2 separate regions of the Sus scrofa genome follow, and region 1 is linked to region 2. The links are chromatin contacts, called in public Hi-C maps. All regions are on one chromosome and are shown on one strand. The core of a region is the stretch at or near the end of the contact, and the rest is flanking DNA. Distances in the headings are between cores, read along the strand shown.

Region 1 (3,095 bases), core at 423-2,922, 54 kb after region 2:
CGCCATGATGGGAACTCCAGTAATTTTTTTTTCCCCTTAATTTAAGGCCCATAAGTCCTCATTTTTGACAGTTGTGCTTTTATATAAAAGTATGAATCACGGAGTTCCCTTCGTGGCTCAGTGGTTAATGAATCCGACTAGGAACCATGAGGTTGCAGGTTCCATCCCTGCCCTTGCTCAGTGGGTTAAGGATCCAGCATTGCTGTGAGCTGTGGTGTAGGTTGCAGACGCGGCTCAGATCCTGCGTTGCTGTGGCTCTGGCATAGGCCAGTGGCTACATCTCCGATTTGACCTCTAGCCTGGGAATCTCCATATGCCACGGGAGCAGCCCTAGAAAAGGCAAAAAGACAAAAAAAAAAAAAAAAAAAGTATGAATAATGAGCAAGTAGACATGCAGGAAACTATATACCCTGCTCACCCACCCATGGAAAAGGCCTGTGCTGGAAAGGAACAGAATACAGCAGGAAATGAGCGAAGGTAGAGAAGGAGAGCTCAGGAACTGCAGCCTCATTTTTGAGGAGCGTTTGGGAGGGAAGGGCTCTGGAGTCTGTTAGCAGGAAGGGAGAAGTCTGCCTTGAGGTATAAGAGATGGTCCCTGCCAGTGAAACCAAACCACCTCCTGAGACTTTCCACTGGGGCCGTCTTGCAAGTGGGGCCAGGAGCTCAGGTCTCAGCCTGGTAACCCTCATCCCTAGGGGTGGGTGGGGGTGAAACTGAGGCAAAATAGCAGGGAGAGGAGGGTTTGGTGCCTAAAAGTTGTCAGAATGACTGATCAATTTATCAGAAAGACAGAATCAGGAATCCCAAGGCCTGATTTAATATTCCGACCTTGGTAATTATCTGTGTGACTTTGGACAGGTTGCTTAACCTTTCTGAGACTCATTTTATCTATAAAATGAGAGAAACAATACCTACTTTATAAAGGGTGTTGATGAGGGTAAAATGTTGCTGACTCTAAAGCACAGAACAAATGTGCTTTACTGCCGCTTAGATAGACAGGGTCTAACTTGGACCACAAGTGGAGTATGTGTGTGTTTGTGTCACCCATCTTCTCCCTCCCTGCCACCCACCCCATGCTAATTAACTGGCTTGTCCCCTATCTCCAGCATCTCCAAGGCCACCAGCTGTTTTTCTGGTGGAGAGGAACTGGGAAATGTGGCTTTGGCCAGCACGGGAGAAGGGATCTTTATGTATACTAGCAAAGACCCAATTGTTACTGAATCCAAACTGGGCTGCTTTCCCCAATTATCTCCACTGGTCTTCTGGCCTCCACTTTTCAGATGCCAAGTTTTAACCCAGAACAAAAGCCCCTGTCCAGGACTGATTTATAATCCAAATCTGCTGACGGGGCCCTAAAGTGTCCCTCCCCTACAGGACTGCACAGGGCTTAATGTTACCAGGAAGCTTTTCTGCCTCCAGTCTCTTCACTTCTGCCCTTTGGCCCTAGACAGGAGGTGGCATCTGTCTTTGGGTCCCCATGAGGTGGCCTCCCTGGGGTTCCTCTGTCCACTTGTCCAGCTTGGAGGACCAGCTGGCAAAGACACCCTAGCACCACCCAGGAGACCAGAGCTACAAGTTACTTCTAGGAGCGGCTGTGGGCGGAGGCTGGCGGTTCTGAGAGTGGTAGTTCTCCAGCTGGCTCCCCTCAACCCCTTTCATCTGAACATCAGGGTTCATGTCACTTGTTATTCAGCCTTCCAGTGGCACCAGAGGAGTCATTTCCTGAGGGTAGGCTCTGTGCAACAGGAGCCGGGGTTTATCCTTGCCGGAGTCAGGCAAGGGGCGCTGAGTGGGACCCTTTGCCTGGAGCGTGAGAAACAACAGGCAGAAGCTCGAGGGAGGCTCGGGGGTCTTCCTGGCTGGTGAGGCCCGATCCAGTCTGATCCCAGGGGTCAGGCGTCAAGCCAAGAAACGATGCAGAATTGGGGGTCCAAATAAGACCACTCTGGGCCGCCCCGAAGAGAAGCCTCGGATACACGCCTCGAGGTGGCTCGCCTGCCTTCGTTCCTGTAACCATAGCGTAGGGAGCGCCTTAGCCCCATTCCCGATCCAGGTCGCCCAGCCCGAGCGGTTGGCCTTAGGGGACACTTCGGAAAGACCGGGTAAGTCCGATTCCCCTTGCCAGGGCCCGGAGTCCCTCCTCTGTCCCACCTCCCCGCGCGGTGGCGCAGATCATGACTACAAGGCGCTGGGCCGCAGGGCACCGGGAGGGGCGGGGGTCCGAGCCACCGGACGGGGAGCGGCGAGGCGTGCGGGTCGCGGCGGGTCACAGCCCCCCTCGGGGCGGGCCTTCGCGTCCCGCCCCCGGCCTCCGCCGACCCCCCCCACCCTGTTTGACGTCAGGGGGAGGGGACGGAGAGCGGCGGCAGCCGGGGAGAAAGAGCCGGCGCCCGCCGCGGTGGCGCGGGGAGCCCGAGCCCAGGGGCGCCGAGCCGAGCCGGGCCGAGGGGCGGTGGCAGCCGGGCAGCGGAGCAGGGCGGGCGGGCGCGCGCGGGCGGGCGGCGGCGCGCGGGCAGGGGCGGACCGTGGTCGGAGCCGAACGCGAGGGCGGCGCCCAGGGATTCCAGCCGCGAAGAAGAGGTGAGTGAGGCCGGGGTTGCCCGGGGCCGGGGCTAAGGGGCTCCGGCCCGCTGCTTTGTCCGCCGACTCGGGAGGGGGCGGCCTGCACGCGCGAGGGACAGGGTCTGGGGGCGCAGGGAGGGGCGGCGGCAGGGACAACTGTCCGCCCGAGTGCCTTCTTACGCCCCCCGCGGGCTGCCTCGCGGGGGCTCGTAAGCGGGGCAAGCTATTCCCTTCGCTACAGGGTCCGGAAGCGCGGACTGGTCATGGGGAGCGGGGGTCCCCCGTGCTGTCCGGTCCGAGGCCGGGATCTTCTCCAGGTCCCCGAACTGCCCCCGGCTTTGCCACCTCCGACGGAAAGTTTGGGGCGGGCTTGGACGGAGGCCGATGTTGTGGGATCGGATTTCCCTGCCGCGGCCCCCCAGCCTCCCGCCCGCTCCGCTCCGCTGGGGAGGCGGGCTGTCCTGGAAAGGCTGGAGCGCTCGCCTTGCAGCCGCGGGGGTGCCATCCACGGCCCGCCGCTCGGGGTGGGCAAG
Region 2 (3,315 bases), core at 409-2,908:
GGGGACTGGATGGAGTGAGGCCAGGGTGTCCAGCAGTCATCCCTTGGGGAAACCCTGTAGCACCACGAAGCAGCCTCAGGACACAGACGAGTCCTCACCTGAGGGGCCAGCACTGTGCACCGGGGATTGTTTTTAGTGTTGGCGGGTAATTATGTCTGTGAAGCATCTGGTGGATCCAGAAGCTATGGTGGCTGTTATCAAAACAAAAATGTATTTCTTCACGAATCATACCTTATTCAATAAACTGAAGATACTAAGCAGCATGAATGCTCTAAGTACTGTCTGTGTTTCTTTCTGTAGTTCCTTTTTGGCCATTTCTTCCTCATCCTGGTCTCAGATGGTTTGGTTTGGTTTCTCTTTTTGTTTTCTCACAGGATTTTTAAGCAGTCAAATCCCTTTGTCCATAGATGTGGTTGACACTTTCTGCTCTTGTGCTGTCTTTGGACACCTGATCTGCCTCACAGCGAGCAGAGCAGTCTCCAGCTTGGGTGGCGAGGAAGCCGTTCAGAGCTCCTGGAGCCCCCAGTGTGGAGGCCCAGCCCGTGGGCAGCTGCCCCTCAGGAAACCACATGGCCCTGTTATCTGTGAATCACAGACGCACAAGGAGCACTTAGGTGCCAGCCCAGGGCCCGCCCTGTTCACATGTGGGTGCCCTTCACTCCTGAACATCACAGAGAGACAGGCTGGGATCCAGCTTGGCTGCCCCAGCTGCACTCTCAGTCCCCACCCTGGTACTGTGAGAAGGCTGTGTAGACCTAAACGGGCAGGAAGAGGCTTTGAGGACCACCCGGGAGATCCCCCACCCTGGCTTCCCCAGAGCCGTCACTGGTCCAGCACAGCCCCTCCAGAGTCTCCAATTGGAGCCCGACAATAACAGTAATTCAGCTTCATAATTGGTCCTCATTTTTGAAACATGTTATTGTCTGTTGTGATGATAAAAGTAATTTCATTAAAAATAATAGCTAACATTTCTAGAGAGCTTGTGCCAGGCACTGAGCCCAGGGCTTTGCCCATCTCATTCAGTCACCACAACCACCCAACATGTAGATACTATTATTTTCCAGTTTTACAAATAATCAGGGGGCTGGGAAGCCTGAACTTCATGGTCTGGAAGAAGAGTGGCTGGCCTGGCCTGGCCCTGGTCTGGCTTGTCGTGGCTTTCTCTCTGTCTTGCCATCTGTGCTCCACCCTCACTGGCCTTCTTTCCCCTCTCGTCCTGCTGCAGGGCCTCGGCCTGTGCGCATTTCTCTGCTTGGGGTCACTCTCCCTCCTCCCAGCAGCTCCCTGGCTTTTGCCTTCTTGTCTTCACCTCTTCCTCTGCCCCCCACTCCCCCAGCCTCCATTCCCTCCACTGTCACGCTCCCTTTTCCACTCTTTGTGGCTCTGGTTATCTATGTCTGACGTGTAGATTCTTTGATTCATACTGCCTCTCCTGATAGGCTGTGAGCCCAGAGCTTGGGGACCGTGTCTTTGCTTGTTTTCGTTTCAGCTTTCCCTTAAGTCCCTGGCAGCTCTGTGAGCCGAGTCCACAGTAAGACTCAGACCTTCCCCGTTGAACAAGGGGACAGTTTGGGGAATGTGTGTGTTGTCCACAGCGGATGTAGGCATCTTTTCCACCAGCTCCTCTGATCCCCTGTGGTCAGTTGGCAGTGGAGCTGCCTATCCGCTGACCTGGTGGCGACAGGCAGGCATGCTTTACCCCAGCTCAGCGTGGCTGAGCTTCACAAAGTATGGCCAGGGTCCTGCCCTCTGAGACTGGTCCAGTGAAGCCTGGATGTGAGCACTTTAAAAGCTCCCAGGAGTCCCGATGTGGCTCAGTGAAAACAGATCTGACTAGTATCCATGAAGACACGAGTTTGATCCCTGGCCTTGCTCAGTGGGTTGAGGATCCAGCGTTGCCTTGGGCTGTGGTGTGGTGTAGACCAGCTGTTACAGCTTCCATTTGACCCCTAGCCTGGGAACCTCCATATGCCATGGGTGCGGCCCTAAAAAGACAATAAATAAATAAAAATTTAAAAATGAAGTCTTTGTTTAAAAATAAAAAAATAAAAGCTCCCCTGATGGTTCCACAGAGGCAGTTGGCCTCCCCTTGGAGGCTGAGAGCCCTGGGTGTGATGGGTGGTGGGGGCTACCTGCCTTGATTCCTCCCTCCCCCTCCCCACCCACACAATCTGCCAGAGTCCCAGGGTGCTGCTCTGAGGCAGGGCCATGGCTGTCTCAGCTCTGTGGTTCCTGAGCCTATCTGGTATTAGAATCACTTGGGAATTCTTAAAAATTCCAGAGCCCAAGCCACACCCATGCTAATTAAACCATAGTCACAGGGAGTGGGACACAGGTGGCAGTAATTTTTGAAGCTGCTCCCTAAGTGATTGCAAACTGTGCAGATGAGTCTGAGAACCACTGCATTAGGTTCTCAGCTGGGTCCTGATCCAGAAGCAAACACTAGCATCCTGCCAAAGATGTTATGTGTGGAGTCCTTTTCCTCTGTGTGTGTGTGTGTGTGTGTGTTTAAGGGTTCTTTGGTTCGTTTTTGCTTGTTTTGGATGTGCCTGCAGCATGTGGAAATTCCCAGGCCAGGGATCAAACTCATGCCACACCAGTGACCCAAGCCAGTGCAGTGACACCTGATCCTTAACCTGTTGCACCACAAGGGAACTCCTGAGTTCTTTGTTTTCATTGTTTTGTTTATTTATTTATTTATTTTTACTTTTTAGAGCCACGGTTTCAGCATATTGAGGTTCCCAGGCTAGGGGTCCTATCGGAGCTACAGCTGCCGGCCTACACCACAGCCACAGAACCTTGGAATCCAAGCTGCGTCTGAGACCTACACCACAGCTCTTGGCAATGCCGGATCCTTAACCCCTGAAGGGGGCCAGGGATTGAACCTGAAACCTCTTGGTTCCTAGTCAGATTTGTTTCCACTGTGCCACGATAGGAACTCCTTTTATTTAATTTTTAGAGCAGTTTTAAGGCTTACAGAAAGAGTCCACCTTTGCCCACAATGTCTCCTGTTAGTAACATCTTGCTTTAGTGTGGTATATTTGTTAGGGTTGATGAGCCATTACTGTTACATTGTTATTAGCTGAAGTCCACTATTTACATTAAGGTTTCTGGGTTGTACAATTATGACATGTGTCCATCATTACTAGATCCTACAGAATTGTTTCACTACTCTAAACATCCTCTGTGCTCCTGTTTCTCCCTCCTGCCCTCCTTCCCTGCCTTCCTCCCTACTCCTGGTAACCCCTGATTGTTTTTGCCATTGCTATAGTTTGCTTCTTCCGGAAGAGCGTATAGTTGGCATCATGTAGCCTT

The links. A called contact is a pair of places that touch in the nucleus more often than the background predicts.
Region 1: a Hi-C map of fetal liver shows a contact between it and region 2, with 2.0 times the contacts expected there. A contact is called at or near these places in 3 of 5 promoter capture datasets (fetal liver, fetal skeletal muscle and liver), 5 of 47 Hi-C or Micro-C datasets (blood, fetal liver, omental adipose tissue and 1 more) and 1 of 2 datasets of targeted methods (skeletal muscle).

Annotation. Positions count from the first base shown.
Region 1 is chr3:56,749,073-56,752,167 of Sscrofa11.1, forward strand. SEMA4C (semaphorin-4C) reads left to right here and starts at 1,673. Exons shown (of 15, transcript XM_021087262.1): 1 at 1,673-2,102.
Region 2 is chr3:56,694,978-56,698,292 of Sscrofa11.1, forward strand. It overlaps FAM178B. Among named protein-coding and RNA genes, the nearest start is that of SEMA4C, 54 kb to the right of the region's middle.